Regions from separate parts of the Mus musculus genome. Here all the other regions are linked to region 4. The links are chromatin contacts, called in public promoter capture Hi-C maps. All regions are on one chromosome and are shown on one strand. The core of a region is the stretch at or near the end of the contact, and the rest is flanking DNA. Distances in the headings are between cores, read along the strand shown. Region 1 holds the start of Fam169b (family with sequence similarity 169, member B). Region 2 holds the start of Arrdc4 (arrestin domain containing 4). Region 3 overlaps Igf1r (insulin-like growth factor I receptor). Region 4 holds the start of Snrpa1 (small nuclear ribonucleoprotein polypeptide A').

What was found. Promoter capture Hi-C pulls out the DNA fragments that hold promoters and counts their contacts.
Region 1: a promoter capture Hi-C map of pre-B cells shows a contact between it and region 4, with 5 times the contacts expected there. The contact joins the promoter of Fam169b here to the promoter of Snrpa1 in region 4. A contact is called at or near these places in 2 of 39 promoter capture datasets (liver and pre-B cells), 1 of 484 Hi-C or Micro-C datasets (B cells) and 1 of 9 other capture datasets (adipose tissue).
Region 2: a promoter capture Hi-C map of liver shows a contact between it and region 4, with 2.9 times the contacts expected there. The contact joins the promoter of Arrdc4 here to the promoter of Snrpa1 in region 4. A contact is called at or near these places in 2 of 39 promoter capture datasets (both in liver) and 2 of 9 other capture datasets (adipose tissue and liver).
Region 3: a contact with region 4 is called in a promoter capture Hi-C map of neutrophils, with 4 times the contacts expected there. The contact joins the enhancer-like site here to the promoter of Snrpa1 in region 4. A contact is called at or near these places in 4 of 39 promoter capture datasets (liver, neutrophils and pre-B cells) and 1 of 9 other capture datasets (liver).

Annotation. Positions count from the first base shown.
Region 1 is chr7:68,271,731-68,278,760 of GRCm38.p6, reverse strand. Fam169b (family with sequence similarity 169, member B) reads right to left here and starts at 2,777. Exons shown (of 9, transcript NM_001374636.1): 1 at 2,720-2,777. The coding sequence starts at 2,750. It overlaps Gm16157 (predicted gene 16157), which reads left to right and starts at 2,167. Exons shown (of 4, transcript NR_040340.1): 1 at 2,167-2,244; 2 at 3,424-3,603.
Region 2 is chr7:68,744,805-68,751,760 of GRCm38.p6, reverse strand. Arrdc4 (arrestin domain containing 4) reads left to right here and starts at 2,523. Exons shown (of 8, transcript NM_001042592.2): 1 at 2,523-2,992; 2 at 6,550-6,616; 3 at 6,832-6,956. The coding sequence starts at 2,695.
Region 3 is chr7:68,124,761-68,130,990 of GRCm38.p6, reverse strand. The region is part of intron 2 of Igf1r (insulin-like growth factor I receptor); the gene reads right to left. Among named protein-coding and RNA genes, the nearest start is that of Gm51488, 9.3 kb to the left of the region's middle. Within about 2 kb of position 1,855, at least 378 of the 459 cell types and tissues checked have an H3K27ac peak or open chromatin away from gene starts, as enhancers often do. A contact at or near this core is called in neutrophils, where this site is marked.
Region 4 is chr7:66,056,048-66,062,816 of GRCm38.p6, reverse strand. Snrpa1 (small nuclear ribonucleoprotein polypeptide A') reads right to left here and starts at 2,481. Exons shown (of 9, transcript NM_021336.4): 1 at 2,125-2,481; 2 at 546-693. The coding sequence starts at 2,206.

The DNA of each region.
Region 1 (7,030 bases), core at 1,528-4,027, 2.2 Mb before region 4:
GTTTTAATGCCAGTGTTGCCACTTTATGGACAGATCACCCCAGTCCATCTCTGGGCCTGTTTCCTCACCAGTTCTGTCTGATGTAAAGGTCAGCTACAGTCCTGCCTGCGAAGGGCTCAGGACTATAGCTGACATACAGCATGCTAAAAGTGAACTGTGAGTGCACACGCGTGCGCACACAGACACACACAAGTACGCACAGGCCGGGCCAGTGAGATGGCTCAGTGGGTAAAGGCACTTGTCACCAAAGCTGGTGACCTGAGTCTGACAAGGTGGGAGACCTCCACCTAATAATATTCTTTCCTTTTCTTGCCTCTGCAAATGCCTTTCAAACTATAGCTGTGTCTGGCCCCTTTAGAGTCCTGTGACATGTCCTCTCCTTTCCCCCAGCCCCACTTCAGGGCTCTGCCCATACCAGTACTTCTTGGCATAGCTCCTTGGGATCTGAAGAGGGCTCAAAACAAACAAACAAACAAACACACACACACACACAAACAAACAAACCGACATATGGTCTTTGGCATGCTCAATTCTTTTAAAAGGACCTGGGAAGGCCTCCAAACAAGCCCCCACTCACTTCTCCCTGTTCCTTGACCTCTTGTTCCCTTCCATAGAAAGCCGTGCAAACAATGCAAGTTTCTGAACTACCCCCAACCTGCTTGTTAGCTCCGTTATCGGTCAATCCTCTCTGCTTTATTAGCAGCACAAATTATCAGGACATCCCACTTTTCAAAAGGCAAAAGAAATGGCTTTCTCTATGCTCACTATTAATATGACACAGGGCCCAGCAATGAGTTCCCACATACACAGGGCCTCAACTAATCCTTATGAGGCAATGCAGCCTCATAAAGCAGTCCATAGCTAAGGGAAGAAGTTCAAGATAAAAAAAAAAAAGAAAGAAAGAAAGAAAGAAAAAGAAGAAGTAGAAGAAAGAAAAAAGGATGGTAACAAGACCAGGCTGTGTCTGGCTTTCTCTTTCCTTTCCATTCTGTTCTAAGCTGAAATGACAGCAACAGATGGCCCAGTGGAACCTAAGAAGGTTTTTGGCATCAGGGAACCAAAAAACATGTAGAGAGAGGAGGGAGGAGACGGATATGGGGGGGGGGGCATCAGGATGTAAATTATTGTGGATACCCCCAAATCTCTTTTTGGATGGCACTGCCCCAAACCAAACCTCCCGGGGGCCCCTCCTGCGAACACAGAGCACAGCTGCGGGAGGAATGTCCTTCCTCGGTTTTCAGCGGTGAAGCTAAGTAGAGGCTGGCAAGTCACCTTACCTGAAAGCATTATTATTTTTTTTTCCTTTCATGCTTCTCTACTAAAAAGAAAGGGATTCCCCAGTAGACGAGATTTGCTCAAGCTGTTTCTGGAAACAGCTATCAAAGCACAGGCAACAGTTCAACTATGCAAGCCTCCAACCCATTAGGATCTCACACATGTGGAAATGATAAATGGGAGACTGCTGTGTGTCATCTGAGCCACCGGTGGCCATCAAAACCACAGCAAAGGTCGGAGCGCATACAGGGAAAAGCCATAAACTGTCTCAGGCCAACGATTCTTTTCCAGAAGATGAAATTACTATTCTTTTTTTCCCATCACATGGGCCTGGGAGGGGAAGCTCTCTGAAGCAAAGATGGGGAAGGACCTGCTCACTCTAGGGGAGGGGAAAGAGACCCACTAGTAGAGATGGGAGTGTAATGAGAGACTGCTGTGCTTAATAAACCCTAGGGGGCTTCTCCTGTTTTGTAGATGAGGAAGATCAAAAAAGCAAGACTTTTATTCCAGTCTTCCAGCGTGTAAACTGGAAACAGCACTCTTAACTTTCTAGAAAAAAAAAAAAGTGCACAAGACTAAAACAAAAGAGAAATAGCTCCCTTTCCAAAATTAAAGACGAGCCTTTTCTTAATCTCTAGATCAACTAAATCCTTACTAATCCATATAATTAGCTAGTGGCTACAATCTCTCCTTATCTCACGCACCTGAAAACAGGAGAAAAACAACTCAATTGCAACGTTTAAAGTAGGTCATAAGAGCGAGTGGCTACCTGCCAGCCTCAAATGCGCCCCTGCCATGATTGACTTTACTGTAGGTGGGCTGTGTGCAGTGTGACTATCCGTGCGACACAGCCAGCCACCTGTGACCAGGATGTCTAGCCAAAGGCCTGAAATGGCATCCCCTAAGACCTCAGAGGTGGCCGGCTCAAGAAAGTATCTTCAAATCCTGAAACTGGGCGGGAAGAGGCATGTGAGTTGTGTCCCTGGAGCCAGCAAAGAGGCTGGCCCAGAGCGTGGATTCCCGGGACACTTCTCTCGGTCCAGGCGCTTCCTGGGTCCTCCTTGCTGGAAAGTAGGAATGGGTTGCTGTTCGGACTTCTCTCTCACCTCGGAGCTCATTCCCCAGCCTGGCCAGCAAGCCCAGGTCCAAGGTCCCCAAGGCCGGTGTTGAGGGTTGTGGGGGAGGGGTGAGAAACAGAACCGGAGACCCGGGTGAGGACCCAGCCCAGAGCCATCTAAGACTATCAACTCTGGAGGTTCCTCCTCCAGCTCCCGCTAGCCTGGGACTTATATGAATCCGAGGAAGAGAGAGAGAAAGAGAGGAGAGGCCCTTAGCCTCGCACTGCACCCCAAGCTGTTGTGGCGACGGGTGTGCGGCACTCTGCCCGCTACCATTCGCGTCCTTCGCCCTCGATTGGCTACGTGGGGACCGCAGCACCCCTTACCTGTGACTCCGCGGACTGCCTCAGCCTCCATGCTCCGGTACGGAGTTTGCCACCTAGTAAGCCTCTACCTCCCCACCCCCTCCCCCCACCAGAGCCACCAACCTTTCTACCAAGAGTTCCCCAGGGGCTGCCCCGCCCTGCCACCTCCCCGGAGGCTTTCTCTTTCTCACTCCTTTGCCTCCTGCTGCGGGCGTTTATCTCTGCCCCCACTCCCCCAACACACACTACTGGACCACCTTTTGTTTTGTTTTGTTTTTTTTTTTTTAACCAAACCTTGACTCCGCAAAGTCTAATCTACAAAAAGAATGACTTTTGAGCCAATAGTGAGTTTGTTGCTGTTCTTGAACTACCATAAACACAGGCAAGCAGCCTCCTCCCCCGTGCCCCAAGCTTGTACTGACAGATTTTTCCACCACGCTCCCTTCTATGTGCAAAAACCATTTGCATTAACCCTTTTCAAAAACTTGGCTTGAGCCGGGCGTGGTGGCGCACGCCTTTAATCCCAGCACTTGGGAGGCAGAGGCAGGCGGATTTCTGAGTTCGAGGCCAGCCTGGTCTACAAAGTGAGTTCCAGGACAGCCAGGGCTACACAGAGAGACCCTGTCTCGAAAAAAAACCAAAAAAAAAAAAAAAAAAAAAAAAAGAACAAAAACTTGGCTTGGCTGAAAAATAGCAAATATGTAATAAACGCACATCTAACACAGGGCATCCAGGAATCTTTTCTGCCGGTTTCAGAGTCCCAACAGTCTCCTGGAAACTGTAATGTGCCTACGATTTACTAAAAAGCCAAGCAGGAGCTCATTTGACAAAGCAATATTCAAGGTCGACAATTCTTCTCCAGTATACACAGCTGTTTCAAAACGTTGCTTTGGGAGGATGCAGCGGTGAGTGATTTCAAATTTCACCTTTCACCCGACTCTGATGGAAACACACCGGATGTCCCAACTACTGGGGAGACCGAGGGAGGAAGAAGGCTTGAGCCCATTAGCTGGAGAACAATCTGGGATCCTGACAACTGGCCTTGGGGCAATGGTAACTGGGGACACAACACAATTCTGCGCTGTGTGTAGCAGGGAATTCTTTTCCACTCTGGTGAAGCCAGAATTTTTGACTTCAGTGCCAAAAAGAATGTCAGAGTAAGTCGTTGTGTCGAAGAGTCACAGTTTATTAGATTTTAAACATAGATTTAAGGTTAGTGGTAGAAAGATAGGTGTTAGGGGAAGGGGTGGAAATGAGACACATCCAGGTGTGCGTGGTCTTCTCAAGACAGCTTCCTAAAGTGTCTTTACAATATAGCCGTATTTGTAAGTGTCTTTCAGTAACTGATAGGTTATTTCTATCAATTAGTTAAATGAGCCAATTTAAACTGGATTAGGTTATGTTAAAGGCAGGTTTATTTGGAAGCTGCTGTATGAAGGGCAAGTTCACTGGCCCAAGGATCAAGGCCAGGAAAGTCGTCATTGGAAAAGGAGAGGGGGAGAGAAAGAGAGAAAGAGACTTGCACAGAGAGACGAAAGAAGGGATTTGAGAGACCAAAATGTCTGGATTATATAGGGAAGATCCTCTGGGGGGAGGGCAGCCCAGACCCTGGAGGTTGGGGGCAGGGTATACCAGGTAGGGAGTGAGGGATGCTGGGAGAACCTGGGGATGAGGTTGCTTTGATATGTAAAATATGTACCTCAATCCTTTGTCCCAGGTCTGAAACCAAACAGTAGCCACAAGTATCTTTACAATGTAGCCATCATATATATTTGTCTATGTATGTGTCTCTGATAATAATGTGTTTTACTCAAACTATTAGCATGTAGGTCAAAAGTTTATTAATCAATTCTAACCTTGCTTCTGATGTTTTTGATATTGCTCTGTTTTACATATGAACAAACAAACAAATGATGGAGAGGCTCTGGCCAGCCTCGGGAAGGCAAGCAGAGCTCTGGCAGGCCTTGACCTCCACCCCATTCCCTCTGCCTTGCTAAAAACCATTAGACTACATTTTAAAGCTAGCCACCAAGGTCCATACCCTAATTTAGCCACTTCCTCCTCTTGAAGCTGACTACCAAGGTCCAGCTATCAAAGTATTAAAATCCAGCAATCTAAAGCCCCCTTTGGCTCACCTAATTAACATGCACAACACAGGGGTCCCCTTTTACCTTTATAAACTGCCATGAGCTATCTGTCTCCTCTCTCTCAGGAGACAGTCCAGTGTCCCTCCAGGACAAATGTCCCTTCCCCTTCTCCCTCATCCTCTATCTCCTGTCTTTATCTCTTATTCCCTGCCCTTTGTCCCCTGAGGCAAATAAATCTCTTTGTGCTAAGAACTTGGTCTTGGACCTTCAGATAGTGTTTTACTGTTACAGCTCAGGCTGACTTTAAAAATCTCCATTCTCCTGCCCTCAGCCTCCCATGTACAGGGACCACAGCCATACACAATCTGCCAGACTAGACTGCTTAATACAACCAGCATTTACTCAAACATCAGTGCCCATTTCTTTGCATCATTAAATGGCCATAGTCTCCCCTTCCACTGTGTAGCAGTTTCCTCTCAAATTAAAACCTTCCATTTTTGAGAGAAACTTTTTGTTTTGTTTTGTTTGCCTTTTTGAGACATTTTCTCTGTGTAGCCCTAGCTAACCTGGAACTCACTCTGTAGACCAGCCTGGCCTCAAACTCAGAAATCCTCCTGCCTCTGCCTCCCAAGTGCTGGGTTTAAAGGCTTGTGCCACCACTGCTGGGCTGGAAACGTCTTAAAATCAAATGTTTACAGGGAAGGGAAACCAAATGAAAACAGATAAAATACTTCAGGGAAGATAGGAAGTAAACAACAAAGAATAGCTCCAGGAAATCCCAGAAATGGACAAGATTCACTAGCCCCCTCCCTCCGAAGAGAATATAAATAGTAAAGCCTGCTGGGGGTTAGCTTCAGATTGCCTGGAAAGAGTAGAGAACAGCTAAGTTGCCTGTAAAAAGGCTCAAACAATGGAGCCCCGCAGAAAGGCCACTCTTCAACCTGTCAGCTGCCTGCAGGCTGTACAGTGGGCTCCCAGTTTCCAGTTTTTGTGAGCTGTCACCGATGTTGGGGTGGGCTTTGGTGATGCAGCTGTCTTTATTTCTGCTCCTGTCAGGAATTCCTCACCCATAGTCCTCTAAGCAACCCCAATGAACTCATTGATTCCAAGTTGGCGTTTGCTAAGGGCTGTACTTTGTCTTTGTCCTTTGGTCTGTTGTCAGTTCCCAGTTCGGGGTGAGTAGAAGGTTGCTTATGTAACAGTCCTGAGAGAGATGGGTCCATGGGTAAAGGTGCTTCTAGCGAATCCTGGTGAATTAAAATTCAATTTCCAGCCGGGCGTGATGGCGCATGCCTTTAATCCCAGCACTCAGGAGGCAGAGGCAGGCGGATTTCTGAGTTCGAGGCCAGCCTGGTCTACAGAGCGAGTTCCAGGACAGCCAGAGCTACACAGAGAAACCCTGTCTTGGAAAAAAAAAAATTCAATTTCCAGAACCTATATAAAAGTGGAAGAGAGGGCTGGTGAGATGGCTCAGCAGTTAAGAGCACCAACTGCTCTTCCTGAGGTCATGAGTTCAAATCCCAGCAACCACAGAAAAATGAGCTGGAACAAGAGGGAGAAAGGGAAGGGGGAAGAGAAAGTGGAAGGGAGAACTGAATTGATAAAATTGTCCTCTGACCTTCACACTTGCACCACGGCATAGGTAACTACACAAATAATAATTAAAAAATAAAAGGTATATGTTCCTTTATAAGGTGAATTATCCCCTTAAACATACTGTGTGTGTGTTTGTGTGTGTGTGTGTATTTAGAGGCCACTTTAGTCTCAGAGACACACTCCCCCACCCCCCACCCCCCACCCTCGCATCTTGTATATAGTCTCCATCTTGTACTAGGCTGAATTCTAAGAAACAACTGGATTTCCAGAAACGCCATCTGGTCCCAGGTGCCTCATATGAACTTAGACCACAATACCTCATCCTATACTTTGTAGGTTAGCACCCAGTCGGAATCAAAACCCAGTAGTTGCTAAAGAGGCTCTAATTGGTTGGTTTTGATCCAGGCCAAGTTATCAGGGACGCCATCTGAAGTATTTGACAGCTAGAAACCCACTTAAAATGGCAGGTGAGAAAGACAGTTGGAAATATACAGCATGCATATTTCCCATGCCCACTGGCGCCCCTACCCTTGTCCCGCCTAATTTGTAATTTTTTGCTTTAAAAGGTTGCTCTGTATTGCTTCCCACTGGGAACCCAAGCATTTCCATGATATAGCAGTTTCTGAATAAAGACACTTTTCCTGGCTCA
Region 2 (6,956 bases), core at 1,274-3,773, 2.7 Mb before region 4:
GTGTGAGAGAGAGAGAGAGCAAGAGTGTGTGTCTATGTATGAACATGTTCATGCCATGCTATGCATGTGGAGGACAGAGGACAGCTCGCAGGAGTAGTTCTTTCCCTCTCACCTGTAGGTCCTGGGCCTCAAAGTCCAGATGGTCCAGCTTTATGGCAAGTGCCTTTACCTGCTGAGTCATCTCACCAGCCCCAAGAACTACATTTGCTAAACTGCTCTTGCTCACACATCCAGGTGCCTATAGTCTAAAATCATTACTGGCACAATCATTGCTGGCACAATGACTCGTGCTTATAAATGCTAGCACTTAGGAGAGAGAGGGGGTCTGGACACCTGAACTACCCATATTTACTTAGTGTAAACCCTGTCTCTAAAACCTAAAGGTTGGAGATGTGGCTTAGTGAGAGAGAGAGCTTGCCTGCTTTGCAAAAAATCTTAGGTTGGATCTCCAAACCTAGTAAAACAAACAAGCAAAAAACAAACAAGCAAAAAACCAAAATCTTGGTCTCTGGTAGCATGGGATGCCATGTCTACAGTTCTGTCCTGGTGCCAGTCTGTGCATGTCAGTGAACTTTCACCTCTTTCCTAGACACTTAATTTTGAGGAGAACATCTCTCCCTGGAGCCAGTGGAAGATCAGTAAGAGGTCCAGCACTATTCATCTGTCTCAAAACCGGTGGTTGTGATCCATCATTCAGTGTTTGTTAACACACATTGATTGAGTATTGCTTGCTTCTGTGTTAGATACAAAAGGTTAAAAAACAATGCATGAGAGCAAAGTCTTTGTCCTCAGTGGGGGCAATAAACACCGTGCAAGTACATGTTTAAGATCAAGCTGTGCTGTGAAGGAAAGGAAGCAGGGACCATTATAGACACTGTGATCAGGAACCCAAGGGTAGTATTTCGGGACCCCCAGGGCTGGATTTATGGCTCTTTTTACTTTCTTTGAGAAGTGTTAAAGAATCTTTGGACACCCTAAAGCCTTACTAAAGTTACAGTGTTCTTTGAGGGTGTGACTCCTGGCAGGTCAACCATGCTGCAGTGGATGGCCTCTGCTCAAATGTATGAGCAGCACAGATAGAGCACCAGTGAGCTCTATGACAGCAAACCACACTTTAAATTAAATCAACAATTTTGAAAAGAGGACGTGAAGTTAGAATATGGAGGTAAGTATGCGTTTGGAAGGAGTTAGGGGAGGAATGGGGGTAGAATATGAGCAAATATACTGCATGCATGCATGGACTTCTTCAAGAATAGAAATATTATACAAATGAATAAATAGATAGATAACAATAAAAATGCCCGTGTTGATCATCTAAACTCAAAAGAGTGCAGTAAAACAACCTATACTTTCAGAGCCTTGGAAAGAAAATATCCTTCAGTTTCAATTTTCAATTATCAAACCTTGATAACAGCTTACGCACTTAGAATTTTAACGAGGGGAAATAAAGGATTACAAATTGATAGACAAATAATTACACATATTTAAATATTCTAGATACCAAAAGGCTATCTAGAACGGTGTGAATTAAAAAGAAACCAGCAAGAAGAGCTGTGGGTTTGGGGAACAAGTCACGGAGACAGCTGGGCATGTTCTAGGACTATGATCCCGGGGTTACGAAATCCTTTTGGGTGGGGCACTTGTGTGTCAAGTATCGATCTTTTTTTCCAGACATAATATTTGCACACTTTACAACTTATGCATGTATATAACGACCAAATAGAGTATTATTCAGTCAATAATGGAGTCCTTCTGTTTGCATCAGCACCAATAAGTGGCAGGTGCTGTTTTAAAACCACGACCTTATTTAGAGGCAGAAGAACCAGAGACGGAGTCTGGCTGGACTTCAGCAACCAGGAACAGAACTTCTCAGGACAAAAGCACTAAGAATCACAGCATTCTTCCAAGACATTGGCTCTCAGCTAGTACAGGAATTCTGTCTGAGACCCAAAGAGGTGTGGCTCAGAATCATGAAAGTTAGCAGATTCTGATATCTGCTTTAAAGTTCCAAGGCAGCCAGCATAAAGCGAGACTCCTGAGTTCCATTTTCCAAGAAACCTTTTGCTGGGCACTCTGCAGAAGTAATCTTAAACTGGGCCTGCTGCAGCCACAAGTTCATGTTCTAGTACAAACTACTCTAGCCTCTCTGAGCTGGAAAGCCCGCCCCCACTATAACCATAGCAACGCTGACACCAATGCGCCGGTGAGCCGGGAACCGCCCCCTCCCTAACAGATATTGTTTCCCATCCTCTGTCCACATGGGCGCACTGCCTCACTATTGGTCTGTGGCCCAGGACTGTGCCTTGCTCCCACCAATAAAGGTCCTGTGCACGTGCACTATGGTGTCTCCCGATTGGTGAAGCCCTCCTGATCACGCACCACCGTCCTGCTCAGCCTGGTGTGGGGGCGCCAATGAAATGACTAAGTGGCCATGTACAGCCAATGGGAAAGAAGCAGGTTTCGCGACTGGCCAATGGCAGTGCTCTGTAGGCGGGCCGTGTCAGCCCCTTTCCAGTCCCAGTGGGGTGTGTTAAAGAGACAGGGCCCCAGTGCGGGTGTTTCACCCGGCTGGGCGCTGTGGCCGTAGTGGCCCTGGGTGTGCGGCCGGCGCCCGTGACAGCAGCGTCGCGGAGCCGGCTACCCCGACCTGGGGCCACTGCGGATCTTGGTGGCAGAGCCGCATCGCCTGGCGGAATGGGAGGCGAGGCGGGAGCCGATGGTCCTCGGGGCCGTGTCAAGAGCTTGGGGCTAGTGTTCGAAGATGAGAGCAAGGGCTGCTACTCAAGCGGCGAGACAGTGGCCGGGCACGTGCTGCTGGAGGCGGCAGAGCCGGTGGCCCTGCGCGGACTGCGCCTGGAGGCCCAGGGCCGTGCCACCTCTGCCTGGGGCCCGAGCGCTGGGGCCAGGGTCTGCATCGGTGGGGGCTCTCCCGCAGCCTCCTCAGAAGTGGAATACTTGAACCTGCGGTTGAGTCTGCTGGAGGCCCCAGCTGGTGAGCTTGGAGATCCCCAGGGAGGGGGGCGGGAAGGGGCGCGTCCCTGGGTGCTGGGTGGCACTGAGGGAAGCTTCTGGAAGGGGAGTCATCTGCTGTCACGGGGGAAGGGCAGGAGGCCAAGCCTGTGCCCCTACCTGGCTTCTAGGAGGAGGCCAGACCCTTTTGTGTTGGTGTGTACCTTTGAACTTAGCTTCCTGCGATCTTCTAGTAACCTATTACAGAATCGTTGCCATGGAAACCCGCCATCTGACTGTCTGGGTTCTAGGTCCTTCCTCACCTGGAGGCATGGAAGGTGGAATTGGTGACATTCTGTTATGTGGTGCCCAGAGTTTGATGGCCTGCTGCTCCTGCCTGTCCTGGCCCTAGACACTCCCGGGTTCATGATGATTTACAGAAAACTAAATCTTGGGAAAAGGGAAGTGGTACTTGGGTAGTTCGAGAGAAGTGTCTCCTCACTGGGGAACATGAATCTCACTAAGAGCCATCCATTGCTGTAGCTCCCCTTCCTCTTACCTCTCCCCATTCAGAAAGGCCTTTGCAGACAATGCCTGCCATCTGGGCCATTTCTGACTTTTCCAGAAGTGCCCATGCATATGTATGTTGGGTTCATGTGATTGCATTTCATCATGAAAATGCTAGTAACCGTGAGTCAGTCTTCTCTCAGTGGAAACTATTGTAAACTTCTATCTGTCTGCCTCATCATCTTGGACCTATCAAATGCCTTAAGCTTACTACCTAGTGCATCGTATCCTCCTGTGGAGAAGTACAATGGTGTCCAGATAAATCCTCAAATATGTGCCTAACGAGAGCTGTATTTTGGATAATGGGGTGTGGCAGGTGAGAGCTCTACCTGCTTTAATGTCCTTTCCTCACTGTGGATTCCAGGAGTCTTTTCTCCCAGTGATTAATAACCAACAAGGATGTTAAAGGTGGCTGACTGGAGGGAAGGCCGTGGCAGCGAGAGGTAACCAGGTTTCTGTTTAAGATTCGGCCCCTGCGCCTGTAAGGATGAGAACTGAACGCTGCTTTGGTAACATCTGGGCTAACAAATAGGTTTTGACTCACAAGTAAGATCTTGTTGCTTTGTTCTAATGAAACAGCTACATCTAGACAGCTGCCAGTTTTCCTAGAATGTGTTAGCAATGGTTATAGTTTGCTTAAAGTCAGCTTTTATTTAAGGAGTGGGGGAACATTTCCCCCACATACTTACAACTTGGAAGAACTTAGCAACTTGACACAGATTCTCAGGGTCATTAACTTCATAAACTAGTTATCATTCAATGACCTAGGGTGATCTTTTTTTTTTTTAAATAACTGTTGACCCCTAGGATCTATTTTAAACTGTTGGATCTATGTTTTAAAAATCTTCCCAGAATATTCTTTAAAATTATTATTCTTATTGAGCCACTTACTATCATTGTGCCTGAACCACTTCAAGTCCTTATGAAAAAAGATCGTGATAGAAAGACCTAGACACCTCGGCCGAAGAGATGGCTCAGCCATTAAAGGCTAGGCTCATAGCCAAGGATATAAGAAAGTCCCAGGGACCAAAGCAGAGAATTAGCTTCAGTTCATAGGCACCCACCAGAGTGTGACCTTACACAGCCCCTCTCGTCCCCTCTACAATGTTTCTAGATCCCAGGGCTCATGAAAAGGTTTCATGAAAAGCTCTGGTTGGAAGGGCTTTGGTGGATAAAGCAGCTTCCTTTAACATTGTAGCCCTCAGTGGACAGGTGGAAACAGTGAGAGCCATAAAACAGAAGCAGAAATGGCCACACCTTACATCTTCTGAATGTTTCTAATTAAACATAAAAATTAAAAAGAGAAAGAAACCTTTTTACTCGGTATTACAGCGTTTGTCCGTTTCCTCAAATTGGTTTTCTCATTTGAAGTCCTGTAAGGCCTGGGTTGGCTTGCTTCTTGAGGGGCTCTTCATCTCTCTTGATCACTTTTTAGTATGCTAGCAACTCTACATGCCCGTTCCCTTCATCCAAACTCTACCCGCTCATCTGTATTCTGGTCCTCAGCTCCCAGGCCCACCATGAAGTCTCAGGACTTCAGGACTCTGTAGTCTTTACTTGATGCAGATATCCATTCCCCTTTCCTCCAATTGTTCTTTTGAGGACCGAAGTATTCATCCTCATTATCACCCGAGCTTGCCATTTAAGTCCAGTAAATCCACACTGCTAAACATTTGTGTGCACTTTGTCATGTGTCACATGGCGATCACACTCTATCTCAGCTCTGCGGGCCTAATGAGCCCCTTGGAAGCGATAAGGTACAGAAGTGTCCCTTGACTCCAGGCCTCTAGCTCTGCTGAGACCCTCCTGAGGCTTGTGTGGCCGTCCACTCCTGCACGTAGGGAGCCTCTGGGATGCACACTGCATCACACCATGTAATCTGAACCTGTGTTCTTCTGACTAGTTATTGTTCACGTTGCCTTCAGGTCACCAGCCTGTGATGTCTTTCTTTACAAAGTGGACCCGAGTTCCTTGTTTCTCCTTAATGTGAAAAGTAGAGAGAAAGGTTTAGGAGACTCGTTGAGTCAGTGATGCATTCTTATTCTCTAAAGGCACAGGACTGAAATACTGCGTTGTTGATAAGTCAACCAAAGAAACCCATCTTGTTAATGGTTTTGACCACATAAAGTAGAAACAAATTCAGGTAGCAAGACAAATTCCGGATCAAGTTGTCTGCCATCTTTTCTCATCGGATTACCTCCACCCATAATGTATAGCTTTTATGATCTTGAAGGGAAAGTCTGTCACATGCCATAGGGAGCCACTGACCAGAGTGGCAGCCACGGGCTCCACTCTGAATCCACATTAAACAGATTGACTATGGAGATTCATCATAGCTTCTGCTGGTGCTTCTGGTCTTACGCCATCCATTCCTGGACTTTGGCCATTGTTCAGTAACAAATCCGTGCATGAAGTTGAAGGATGCTATCAGGAACAGGAGAAGGGAAACCCCATCACTCTCAGTAGAGCTAACGGGTGAAGAGCTGGCCCTTGCTACTTTGGCTGTTTTGTTTATAACTATTACTAACACTGTTAACAAGTTTTCTACCTCTGTTCAAAGAATACATAGAATGAATATTGTAGTGTAACTAAAGACATGTAACTTGTCAATTTGTTGTAGGTACAATTTAATGTTGATATCTCATGTTAGTAAAATTAATGTATGTGTGTATACATGTGTCTGTATATGCACATATACTGTATTTATTTATATATTATATATTACAATACAATATATATATATATCATATGTACATTTTACACACGCACACGAACTTTTGGCCCTAGATAATACTTTATGATAATTGTATAATTGGTCATTTTGTAGATAAAAGGGGTGTGTGTGTGTGTGTGTGTGTGTGTGTGTGTGTGTGTTGTTTCTTGGTAAAAGACAAATTCTAATTTAATTCTCTCAGTCTGCTTAATGTACTTAGAGTGTATTGGCAGGAAAACCACCTTTTAAAAATGGCTTAGATTGTGAGAACTCGTGATTTACTGCTGGCCTTCGTTAAAATGCAGTATGGTCTTTTTCAGGTGAAGGTGTCACCTTGTTACAACCAGGAAAACACGAGTTTCCCTTTCGCTTTCAGCTTCCGTCTGAGTAAGTGATGCTATGTTTTCCATTTCCTCCCCCTGCCTTACATCCATTATTTGAGCACCCGGTGTTCCCCAACACTGAAGTGTGTGTGCCAATCTGTGGGACCCTCCCTGTGCTTATTGTTCTTTTCCTCCTTAGCCCACATTTTAACGGGTGCTTTTCCTGGCTCTGAATAGCTGAAAATAAGCTCATAGAGCAATATCTTTGGTTTATTTCAGACCTTTGGCAACATCGTTTACTGGGAAGTATGGCAGTATTCAGTACTGTGTGAGGGCTGTTTTGGAACGACCCCAAGTTCCAGATCAGAGCGTCAGACGAGAGCTCCAGGTTGTCAGTCACGTGG
Region 3 (6,230 bases), core at 606-3,105, 2.1 Mb before region 4:
CCTTCAACCCCTTGCCCAGTTTGTAACTTCATAAGGTGGGGTAATGATGCCAGGAACTTTGTAGCCCTGAGGCAGAACTCTGCCCCAGCTGTGGCCTTCGTAACCTCCCCTTACTACAAGCGACACAGCCACCTCCACTCAAATCCTGACGACAGCTCAGTATATAACGGTAGCGTGTTACATACTAACTTGGTCATTTTGGGGAAAGCTGCTTGTGTGTGTAAAGGGGGGGGGGTGGTTTGGGGCTTGGGATCAAACAAATGAGTAAGTAGGAAAAAAGACCAACCATCCACTGAGATCCTAACCAGGCTTTCATAACTTAAGACTGGAGTCTTCCACAAACTCACACAGGTAGCCATAGAAGCTACTCCTGGAAATCCAATCCTGGCCAGAACATGCTAGGGCCACCCACATTCCTACCTGCAGCAACCTTCCTTTCTCCCTCAGCATCAACCCTAAGATCCTCCAGGGCTCTGTAGCTCAGTAACTTTGCAGGGTGTTAAGTCTAGAGGAGCCCAGAGGTCCGTGGCCTCCCATGTGGGGGTTACAATTCCTACAACCTTAAATCCTGTAAAGCGTGCCCACAAGGTCCTTCAGCTTCTCGCCAGAACTTCCAAACCTTGCCTTTACACTTAACAAAGCTTCCTACTAAATATCTACACCAAATTTCCGTACATTAGTTTTTCTTTCTGCTTGTGAAAGGGGTGGTGGTGGTGGTGAAACTAGTCAAGATCGGATATCCTCTGCAATACCAGCTTCTAGAAAAGAGCGTTTTTGAATGGGATGCCACGTGCTGTGTTTTGCCATATTGCCTGCGCTTCCTGCTTGGAGCCAGAGTAACAGAAACCTTGGGCACTGGGAACTGTTCCGTGCCACGCAAATTCCACTCCGTATCTTCCAGGCAACCCTGTCGCAAATAATTCATGTCCACTACGCCCCTACCACACAGAATACAACTACATTGTGCTGCTAGAAATGGGAAACCTGATTCAGATCAGAGAAGGTAGAAAAACATTTAGTTCAACACAATACTGCCTTTATGAAAAGGGGCGTGCGCCGGGTGGTGGTGTAAATCCCAAACCTGTAAGTGGGGATAGATTTCAAGACGAATTTTGGAAGAAAATGCAGAATCAAAATAGCATCCAGCTTGACTCAGACCAGTAATAATAATAACAACAACAAAAACCCAGCCAGTCCTTCTAGAGCTACGCCTGTTTAGGCTGCGCGGTGCTCTTAATGGCCAGCCAGCCTGTTCTCCTGGGAAATGGTGCTGCTGCTACAGCGTGACTTGCTTTGCGTGCTGCAATAAAAGGAAAACAAGCTTGCACGACCCAATAGCTTCCTTCAGTTTGTGCCTAGCAGCGGGGAGAAAATTAAAAAAAAAAAAAAAAAAAGCCTGAAAAGGGGTCCTGAGGCAAGGTGAATGGAGGACAGGATCCTAGAGAACAGCACTGCCCTGCAGGATTTTTGTAAACAGCAGCCTGTAATGGCCACGGTTAGAGAAAGAAAAACAGACATGGAGGGAAGCGTGTTTACAACTGCAGCAAGGGCGGGAGGCGGAGGGAGGGATTCCCCGGCTCTGCGCTCGGCCCTCTTCACTCCGGTGGGGCCCCGGGGTTGGGCTGAGCTTCAGCTCCCCACCCCAATCCGTGCTTTCTTGGGGGGCCCCCCATCTTGTTTATGGGAAGGTTACTCCTCCTCGGCTCTGGTGATCGCGTCCCTAATACTCCAGCTGCATCCTTGCGGGATGCCAGCTTGACTGACAAGTCCTGCAGCCAATCGCTGGTTGGGCCCTTAGGAAAGGTGGAATTTCCCAACAAACTGATTGGCTGAGAGAGAGGGCGGGCCCTGGTGATTGGCGTGTTATTCCGAGTAGAAAGTAGTAAACAACCTTGGTCCAGGGGCGGTGGGGAGGGCGCCCGGTGCCAGCTCCCTCTGGCTGGCAGGGCGGGGTGGGGAAGCACCCGAGACAAAAGGAATCCTGGCTGCCACAGCGGGGAGGGCAGGAAGGGGGTGGCCCCAAAAGTCAGCACCTGGAGGCGTCGTTTGGAGCCCCCCCCCCCCCCCCCCCGAGCCAGAACTGCTGACTTTAAGCCACACATCGTTTTTTTGTTTTGTGCAGAACCTCAAAGGTTTTGTTTCCATCATTTTCACTTCTTGTATGGCTGACGAAGTCTCCAATGGAATGATAACCGATTTAGTCGCTTTTGTCCAGAAGCCCCTTCCTCACCGTCGAATAAAAATTTAAAATTGTCTTTTACGAAAGTTGCTTTAAATCACACACTAAAATTGTTGCACTATACAATACGCCATTAATGGCATGCTGGTGCACCAGACACACAGCTACATCTTTTGATAGCAAGTTTTAGGAGCTCTGAGCCTATTGGGAGCAGCTGGGATGGAGAACATACACAAAAAGAAACAACACATGACGGCGTTGGGACCACTTGATAAGAAATAAGCGGTTAACTTGCCTTGCCCATAGTATTTCTGGCAGTCTCACTTGAATCTCCCATTCCCTCACTCCAGCTTCACCATCCTTACAGGACCCCAGGCGGAGGAAACCATCTGCTCTTAGGATGGGGGGCTCTGCTCACCCCGCACATAAACATGCTCACAAGTCGCTATCCTGAGCAAGCCTCCTCAATGTAAAAGGGGACCAGGAGGCCAGCCAAGCCGGCTCTCTCCACTTCAATGCTTGTTGAATATACAGAGACCACGTTGTCACTTTTCACAATCAAGATATATCGGTATCACGATATATCGATAACGGGTACTTTATAGGAGATAACAGTGCAAACTGGCCACCTGGCATTCTCCTTTGCCATTCTAGTCCCTCACCTCTGCTATCTCCTATGGAGCCTGCCACAAGCAACCCCAGTAAATGTTCACCCCAAGTCACCTTTGCTGTATAAAACATGGATTTAGGCTTTCCTTGGTCCTTGCAGCCTGGCATCAGACCCCAAACCAGTAGCTACTTTCATTGTAGGCACCCTCCCTCTGGACACTTTGTTCTGTTCCCAGGTCCCTGCCCAGACCACACACATCATTTTACTCAACGTTGGTTTTTATGCTTTCTAGACTTTACCTCTGCCTGCCCAGGAGAGGCCACTGTTCTCCACCGTTCTCCCTGGCCCAGCTACCCCACTTCTTGCAGAAGACTGAAATTTGTTTTCTTAGCACTAAGTCTCTGATAGGGCTTTAATGCTGTATTTAGACTCCACTCCTACGTTAAGACCCTGAACTTCCTGAGGCCTGGAATGGTATTATCTTCAGATTTGGGTCTTCAGTGGAGATGGGCTTCTACTAAAGTGCCCGCTGCAAACTTGCCAAATATTTCTAGGATTCTTCCCTAGCATCCTGAGTATGCCTACCCCTGAAAATCTTTCCTTACACACGTGCAATTAATGTGTTTTCTCTGCTGGGTCAACAACTCTGTTTTCTCTACTTGGCAAATTTCCACTCTGCCTAAAATCACTTCCTCTCTTGGCATACCTTTCACAACCTCCCACCAACTACACTGTGTACCAAGAGCAGAGAGGTCTCTTTCCGTTCTTACTTCTCTGGCCAGAATTAGCTACAAAACTAGAACTAGCATGGTTTGTTGGTAAAGGAAGAGCGGAGAGGCAAAATTTCAGAAGTGGTATCACCTGTACATCTGCATAACCAACCCATTGCCATCTGTAGGGGTGAAGCAGCGCCATGCTCCGTTTGTGGCTGTGATGGTCTCCCCCTGCTTTCTGTCTGAAGGCCTCTGTCTCTGAGGTGGATTCTTACTCCCCCCTCCATCTCAATCAGAGATCTCCTCCTGGCTCTTATGCTATCAACTCTGCACATCCCCGATTCCTTTCCACCATGACACTGAACTGTCATCTCCTTTTCTATCTGACCAGTCACTGACTTGCTCACAGTTTAGTCTGTCCGCCATACAGCCATATCCAGTGTTCTAAGAATTGTGGGGTTCCACAGCTGGGGCTCAGTCTCTGCTTACGCCCTCATGTGACATCTGTCATCAACCCTCCATCTTTCTAAGCCTTTAATGGTGGAAAAGAGTAAACCTGTAGATAAAGAGTGGTACCAGATTTCACCTTAAGATTACAGATACTTGTTTGTGAATAGAATTTGTTCTGGTACAGGCAAATGCACGGTTTAAAATCAAAACTAACAAAATATACAGTATATTAGCTGGGAACAAATAGCCAACTAAAGCAATGTAAAGCTGGGAGTCTGTATTCTGGCTCAAAGCCCATCACGGTGAGGCAAACATGATGGCCTGAGCTTCAGGATGCTCATTACCACACTGCATCCTCAGTCAAGAAGCAGAGAGAACTGGTTCCCAGGACAGGGGCTGGTGCTGCCTAAGTCTTGGTCTTCCCGTCTTTAAGTTAACACGGCCCTTGGCAGGCATGCCTGAAGCTTGACTTTTCGGTGATTACAGACCCTATCAAACACCATAAATAATAACACCACACATATATTACATATATAAAAACTATAACACAGAACACTCAATTGGCTTTCAGTAAGTGGGCTATTTTTTTTTCTTTGTTGCTTAATGTATTCTAGATCTGTCTATGTTTACAAACGGTATGTCTTCTCTACTAACAAATAGGATTTCAAATTAAAAAGCTGAACAGCAAAGGAGACAGTGAAGAGACAATCTGTTAGCTTTTCATCTGACAAGGGATTAATATACTGAATATATAAAGAACAAAATTTAAATGTCAAAAGAACAAATAATCAAACCAATAAATGGGCAAATTAATCAAATGGGCAGTTTTCAAAAGAAGCACAAAAGACCAATACATACATGAGAAATGCTCAACACCCTTAGCCACCAGGGAAATGCAAATGTAAACCACACCGAGATTCAAATCTCACCCCATTCACAATGGAGCACATTAAGACAACCATCAACAAACACTGGCAAGGATGCAGGGGGAAATGTGCCTGTACACATTGTTGGTGGAAATAAAAATGAAGTAGTTTAGATACTATGGAAGCCTATATGGCCAAAAATGTGCTACTACCTCACTTCGGGATGTACAGATGTGATGCTAAGTCAGCACACGACACATCCACGTTACTATCCACATCAGCCAAGCAATGGGACCAGGAAAAGATGAAGGAAATGTGATGCACACGCACAGCTGTGTCAGATGTCAAGGATAAAACCAAACTATCGGCGGGAAGTTAAGGAGTGGACAATCATCTGAAGTGACGCTGGCCAGACCAAAGCCTATCTCATCTGTGTATTTTTTTTTTTTAATGAAAATAAAAGGGAGGCTTTGTACAGAGGGAGGAAATGATACAGAAGGGAAAGAAGGGACAAACAGAAGATAATGGGTGGTAATCAAAGCACATTTTGTATATGGATGAAAGTATTAAAACAAGAAAACAGCCATCTTATCTTCACAGACAGCATTCTGCTCTATAGATAACCCTGAGTGGTCCCCAACCTTGCCTGTGTGTTTAAATCACTGTTACTTCCCCAGAAGCGGATTTAGTTGGTTTAGAGGCTATCACGTGAGCCTTGAAATGAAACAGTAGAAACAAAGTCCCAGATGATTCTAATGAGGAGGCAGGTTTGAGAGATAACAGTAAACCTATTTATTATCCCTCTACTGATAGAACTTGTCATTTCAGACAACACCATGTAAAGTGGCCTAATACACCTGTCAGTTCACCGGTGTGCTGGTGTGTCTGTGGGTGATCATCCTGGGAGAATTACCATGTCAAAGGGCACAGGCACTGGTACATCAGAAATGCTGGCAAATTACATTCCATTACACACACACACACACACACACACACACACACACACACACACACACACACACACACACCATCTTCCAGCCCCCTCTGCCAAGTGGGGCTGTTTTCCTATAGATCTGTCATCAGAATCTGTGACTGAACATTTTAGATTTTCAAGCATGGGGGGCTGGGAGGAGCTCTGAATACTCATAAAAAGGACTTTCTGATGTGTTCTACTACAACATTTCTGGTTCTTTTGTTTGTTTGTTGTTGTTTACACCTTTATTATGAATTCACTTAGAGTCTAACAAGGATGGACCCATGATCCAACATCAGTTAAGTAAAGAGCGTATTTGCTCCAATGATATAAAACGTCATCTTATTAAACAACGAACGGCCACATGTTCTCACATCTACGGCTGGATATCATATTCTGTCCCTTCACATACTGGCACCTTGCTAGCTATTTAATCATT
Region 4 (6,769 bases), core at 1,232-3,731:
AGACTCCAGAGTGTTAGGATTAAAGGCAGATACCACTACACATGGCCTTTATAAATCTTTTTAATTATGATGCTATTGATGACTACTCTAAAATCTGATTTGTTGACATAGCACAATGCTTCAAATTCAAAGTTTAATGTCAGTTACGAATATTAAAGATTTCTGAAGAGTAGCAAGTAAGGTCAGGCCAATGCCCAAGTTAATCTCCAACCTCTTAGGAAAAGGGCTCTATTCATTTCTCCCTTTAAGACACATGGGCAGGCTGGAGTGGTGGCTCAGCAACTTAGAGCCCTGGCTGATCTTCCAGAGGACCCAGATTCTATTCCTACAGCTGGAGCAGCTCAGGACTATCTGTAAACCTAGCTCCAGAGAAGCCAAGGCCCTCCTCTGGCCTCCAGAGGCACTAGGAGGGTGTGTGGTACCTGCAAGCAAAAAACTAATATACATTAAAACAAAACAAAACAACAACCAAAACCCCATTATCTTCAGGGTACATTAGAACACTTACTTAAGGGAAGAAAGTATTCTCACTAGCAGTCACTCACCAAATTCTGTTGTTGTTCACTAATAATGTTTTCAGTCTTCTCAACAAAGGGAAACCGTCCAGTTTCCGGATCTCATTGTCAGAAAAATCAATAGCATCAAACTGGTCTAAGGTGGCACCCAGATTCTCAATAACCGGAATTTTATATCCTGTAGAGGGAAAACATACATACAACAAATATTAATATAAATGAAAAGTCCTGAAAATCGCAGGAGTATGTGATGGAATTTGACTCAGCGCTCCCATTCGGGAAGTATTAACCAGGCACTAGCACCATGCCGTGCACTGAACAAAAATAAGGTAAATGACGAAAGGGTTAAGTGGAGGCCTTAGTGCTACAAAGCTTGAAGTAAAACTGAAGAGGCTGAAGGCAAGAGGAAGAACAGATGGGCATATTTACTAGTATTGGTGCCCATGGTTTATTAAGAACGTCTATGAGGTATTCACATTCGTCACTGAGCTAGGTACTATAAGGAAGGACACAACCCAGCTGTGAAGGAGTGCAATAAAAGATATGGTAGCAGAATAAGCATTCTCCAGACTGCACGGTTTTCAGAGAGACAGCAGACATCAAAACTGTGCCAAGACAGTGAAAGGACCCAGATGCTCCTGAACCGGACTTTTCTCCAAGAAAGTTAATTTCATTCAACAAACACAAAGAACACTAGGATTTCCCATAGGCAGGAAGAAACTTTCAAAAATGGCAGTGCACAGCGCCCCCGAGACTTTGATTGCCTCTGGTCACAGTCTTATAATCTTAACCCCTTCCAAAGCCATCTCCTGAATAGTTAACGATTACCTCTCAGTTCTATGTTTTAAAAATCAAGTGCTACTTCTGTCAGAACTGAACAGGTGAGTTCCGCCACCCCACACACAGAAGTGACCATTATGCCACGGTCAAACAGCTCAATCTTGAAAACACCAAATTATCCGGGGCTGCGGGTCTGGCTCAGTAGCGCGAGTGCTTTCCTGACAGACATGAAACCCTGGGCTCATCCAAAGCACCATATAAACGTGGTGCAGGCATTTAAACCCAGCTCCCAGGAAGTGGAGGCAAGAGGGTCCGAAGTTCGAGATAAACCTTAACTATATAACGGTTTGAAGTCAGCTCGGAATACACGAGACGTTGTCTCAAAAACAAATGAACAAAACCAAACCGGAATTATTGGGGCAATTAAGGTAACTCTGGTACATATCCACCCTACCCTCAGGTGCCACATTAACGCTTTTGCTAAAAAACAAACAAACAAACAAACAAACAAACAAACAAAAAACACCAGCCAGCAGCCGGCCTGTCCGTAGCGTTTTCTATTTTCCTAGTCCTCCAACAGTTAAAGCTGCTCGATGAGCGGGGCAATGCCTAGTGAGTACGGTCCGGGGAAGGAATCGAGGCGCCGTGTTTGCTAGCCGGAACGCCGGTAACAAACAGCCCCAAAGGGCCCTGCGGGACGGTGGATCGGAGGCGCCCAGCCCGGGTGGAGGCCCACGGGCCAGGCTCCAGCCTCTGCGCACGCGGCGGGGCTGGTTTCCCGCAGCCACGCGCCGGGGCCGGAACACAGCCCGCGCTCCGTCTAACTCACCCCGGAGGTCCAGTTCACGGTCCCGTACGGCATTTGTGTACTGCGCCGCCTGCTCGATCAGCTCCGCCGTCAGCTTCACCATCCTGTCGCAGCCCGCGGACCCTCACCTCCGACACCAGCCTGCGCCTCCCGCCAGTGCCGTGTCCCACAGTGCACCGCGCCTCGCCGCCAGACAGCACCAATCGTATCCCCGCGCAGCTCGACCGCCAGGCTAAAGCAATCGAAGACGTAGCCCCCGTGTCTTTGCTTCTGGGTTCTGGGCTTGAGCGTGCCTGGGAGTGTGGGGAGCCCAGATTCCAGTTTTTTTAATCCAAAAGATAAGAACACGCGAGGGATGCTCTGTCTCACGTCAGTGAACCTCAAGGGAGGGGTAGTTGGGACTACTCTCCCTTCTCCACCCAACAAGGGGCGGAGACTGTGAAGTCTCCTGAAAGTCAAGTTCCTAAATGTCTAACTTGGGCTTCCGCAGGTAAGGGGCAGGACCCGTAGGCTGGATTGCCTTAAAACAGAACCCTTCTGACCTGGTACAGTCACCTTAAAGCTTGAGGGTGAACTTGTAGCCTGTAGACATTTAGGTGTTCATACCAAAGCGCTGGTCAGGTGGCTTAGAGGTTAAGAGCACTTGCAACTTTTGTAACGGACTTGAGTTGGCATTCCAATATCCGTCTGGACACCTGACAACTGCTTGTAACTTCAGCCTCAGGGGATTTGCCGTCCATTTCTAGCCTCCTCAGACACCGGCAACCGCAAACACACACACACACACACAAATAAAATAAACCATAAGTGATATTCATATTGACTAGCTGTGATGGAGAATGCCTTTAATCCTAGCAGTTTGGAGACAGAAGGAGGTGGATCTCGGAGATAGAGGCCATCCTCGCCTACAGAGCCAGTTCCAGAACAACCAGGGATACACAGAGAAACTCTATCTCAAGCAAACAAACAACACCAAAAAAATTCATACGAAGTGCAGGGGAATACACATATCAGAAATTGCCATGTGATGAGTGCCCCACAGTGAATACAATATACCTGCAGAGCCTTGGCCTCTGTCTCCAAAGGCTTAAATGCACAAAATCATGTGCATATTTTTTTAAATCATAGCTTACTAATTAATGTACATGCCCACCTGTGTATACGTGATGACCCCTTCAGCCCTAGGCCATCAACTCCAACTGAGGCTGCACCTTCACTAGTGACCATCCCTGGCCTCTCACAGTGCCAAGCCTTAAATGCACGAAATCATATGCGTATTTTTTTTAAATCATAGCTTACTAATTAATGTACATGCCCACCTGTGTATAGGTGCAGGGGAGGCTTCAGCCTAAAATTCCCTGGAGCTGGCCGTTGTGATCCTTTGGACATGTGTGCTAGAAGTCAACCCCTGGTCCTCAGCATGAGCAGAAAACACTCTTAAAAATACTTTTAGAAATTATTTGTTATATCTCTGTGGTTTTGGGCACATGAGTGCAGATACCCACAAAGGCCAGAGGTGCCAGATACTCTGAAGTCGGGGTTACACGTGGTTGCTGGGATCTGAACTCTGGTCCTCTGAAAGAGCTGTACACACTCTCTTACCTGCTGAGTCATGGAATGACTGACCTGAGAAGGAACTTGAACAGCTCACTCTCCTGCCTCCATCTTCATGTGCTAGGATTATTGGAGTGAGTTTATGTAGTGGTGACCCCTTCAGCCCTGGGCCATCAACTCCAACTGAGGCTACACCTTCACCAGTGACCATCCCTGGCCTCTCACAGTGCCAAGCCTCAGCTGCTGTTCGTAATCCCTTTGTGCCTTCAAAACTAGCATCACCTGGGTGATTCTTATACATTACCAAGTCCAGCTGCAGCATGAGGTACAACCTTGACTATCTCTGGAACACATTTTCTTTGGGCTCTCAGAACACACTTCCCAGAAGATTTCACTCCAGTAATGCTGGTCTCTTCTTAGTCACTGCTAATTTCTTTGCTCCAGCTAATCAGTATCATGGGCCAACCAGAAGTCCCTTCTATTCTGGACTCTAAAGGCAGAGCCACATGGGTAAAGCTGCGGAGTTCTGCTGGGGCAGGAGCACGGCCCCCTTCCTCTATTACATCATCACCAACTTTCTGTTTTCAACTCCACTGCCTAATACTTGGCTGTCCTGAAACTTGCTCTGTAGACTGACCTTGAACTCTGAGATCTGCATGGCTCTGTCTCCTGAATGCCAGGATTAAAGGTGTGCACCACCATGCCTGGACCTAAGCTCTTCATGGTGACTATGTCTCAAGATCCAGACCAAAAGCTTGTGTCACCCCATGCCAATTTGACACACAGTCACATCTCCTTATATCCAAATGAAAGCAATAACCTGGTCATAATAGCATAACTATCTGTTGTTCAACTGCAAACACATAAACAATAAATTTAGCTGGGATGGGATCTTGCCCTGAAATTACTACTCCCTTAAACTGTTGATCTTGAGCACAGGATTTAGCTCCATTGCCCTACATGGTGCCAGTTTTCAATATACTTGAACCATATATTTTGTATTTTTCCTTTCTAAGCTTGCTACACATGATCAAAACTCTCTTTGTGAGAGTAAACCAGAGGACAAAGTCTATGCTGGGCTTTTCTGAGACTTCCTTTACCTTACTTAGCCTCTTTACTCTTTCCCCTGGCCTCAGGTAGACTCTTCAGACAAGGGCAAAAAGCAGCAACATTCTTCACCAAAACAGCATAAGAACAATCTCCACAGTTGAAAACACCCTCAGTATCAGTGTCTTCCATATTCCTCCTGGAATGGCTCACTGAGCACTTAATGCAACTCACTGCTTCCAAAGTCCCCAAATCCACATTCCTCCAAACAAAAATGTGTCAGGCCTATCACAGCAATTCCCAAGTCCCTGATATCAGCTTCTGACTTAGTTATGGTTTCCATTGGTATGAAGAGATGATGCCATGAGCATGGTGACTTACAAAGAACAGCCTTTAATTGGGGTTGGTTTACAGGTTCAGGAGTTCAGTCCATTATCATCAGGGCAGGGAAGCACAGCAGCATCCAGGCAGACGCGGGGCTGGAGGAACTGAGAGTTCTACATCTTGTTCCAAAGGCAAAAAGGAGATGACTGTCTTCAGGCAGCTAGAAAGAGGGTCTCAAAACCCACCCTCACAGTGACACACTTCCTCCAATAAGGCTGCACCTCCTAATAGTGCCATTCCCTGGGCCAAGCATCTTCAAACCACCACACCACTCACCCAACACTGATATCGAGAGACCAGATCCTGGGTTTAGACTCCATCTTAGAGAGCCTGACCTAAGGTTGAACTCGAGTTAACTAACAAGTCAGCATCTAGCATTACTCCTAGGTTACTCCCAAACAAGACCAGTTTCCAGGTTATTCTCTCTAACAAGCCTGCCCCTGGCACTTCCTTGTAGCCTTGTTGGAGGACATGTGTCACTGTAGGGCCAGGCTTTATGATCTCCTGTGCTCAAGCTATGCCCACTATGGCACACTCTCCTGTTGCCTGTAAATCAAGATGTAGAACTCTCAGCTCCTTCTCCAGCACCATGTTGCCTGCATGCTGCCATGTTTCTGCCATGGTGATAATGAACTAATCCCGTGGAACTATAAGCCAGCCCCAATTAAATGTTGTCCTTTATAAGAATTGCTGTGGTCGCAGCAATAAAACCCTAACTGAGGCACCATCTGAAAATTAAGTTACCACCATATTCGAAGACCATTCTTTCTATTTAGCTCTTCAAAGCCACTCTTGTCAAAATCAAGTGTCCAAACTCATGAAGCTCAGCTTTTGGACTAGACATTCTGTTCTATGGGTTTACTGGCATAATATCATACTGTCTTAATAATAATACATGCTTTATAAAAGAACACTCAAGCTTCACTTTTTCTCATATCTTTGGTTATTCTTGTTCTTTATAGTTTTTAAATATAAATCTTAGCTACATCTTATATCTAAAAACATTCTTTGGAGATAAGGAGGGGGATGGGGGTGGGTAGGTGGGTATGGGAATCAGGTGTAGGGAGAGCCAGGGAGAGGGCTGGGAGAGTGAAGGAAAATCAGGGTTGAGTGGGGTGGGGTAGGGCATTTCTAGGATGTGCCAGAGATGTGGGACAGGGGAGGCTCTAGGGAGTCTATGAGAGTGACTCTAGCTGAGAATCCTAGTTAGTGGTGAGGGATATGGAACCTGAAGTGGCTGCCTCCTGTGTCCTTCCAGTGGAGGGATAAGGACACCAAGCCACCCACAAAATCTTCCACCCAAAATTTGTCCTGCCTACAAGAAATTCAGGGACCAAGATGGAGTAGAGACTGAGGGAATAGCCAACCAATAACTGACCCAACTTGAGACTCATCCCCTGGGCCAGAACCAATCCAGGACACTATCAACAATACTTGCAGTCAGGAGCCTAGCATAACTGTCCTCTGAGAGGCTCCACTCAGAAGCTGACTAAACATTAGACAGAGCTCAAGGAGTCTTCTGGAAGGACTGAGGGATCTAGAGATAGAGATTCCATAGAAGTCCAATAGAGTCAACTAACCTGGACCCTTGGGTCTCCCAAAGACTGAACAAAGAGCAGACATGGCCTGGACCTAGGCCTTCCGTACATTATGTAGCAGGTGTGCAGCTTGGTCTTCGTGT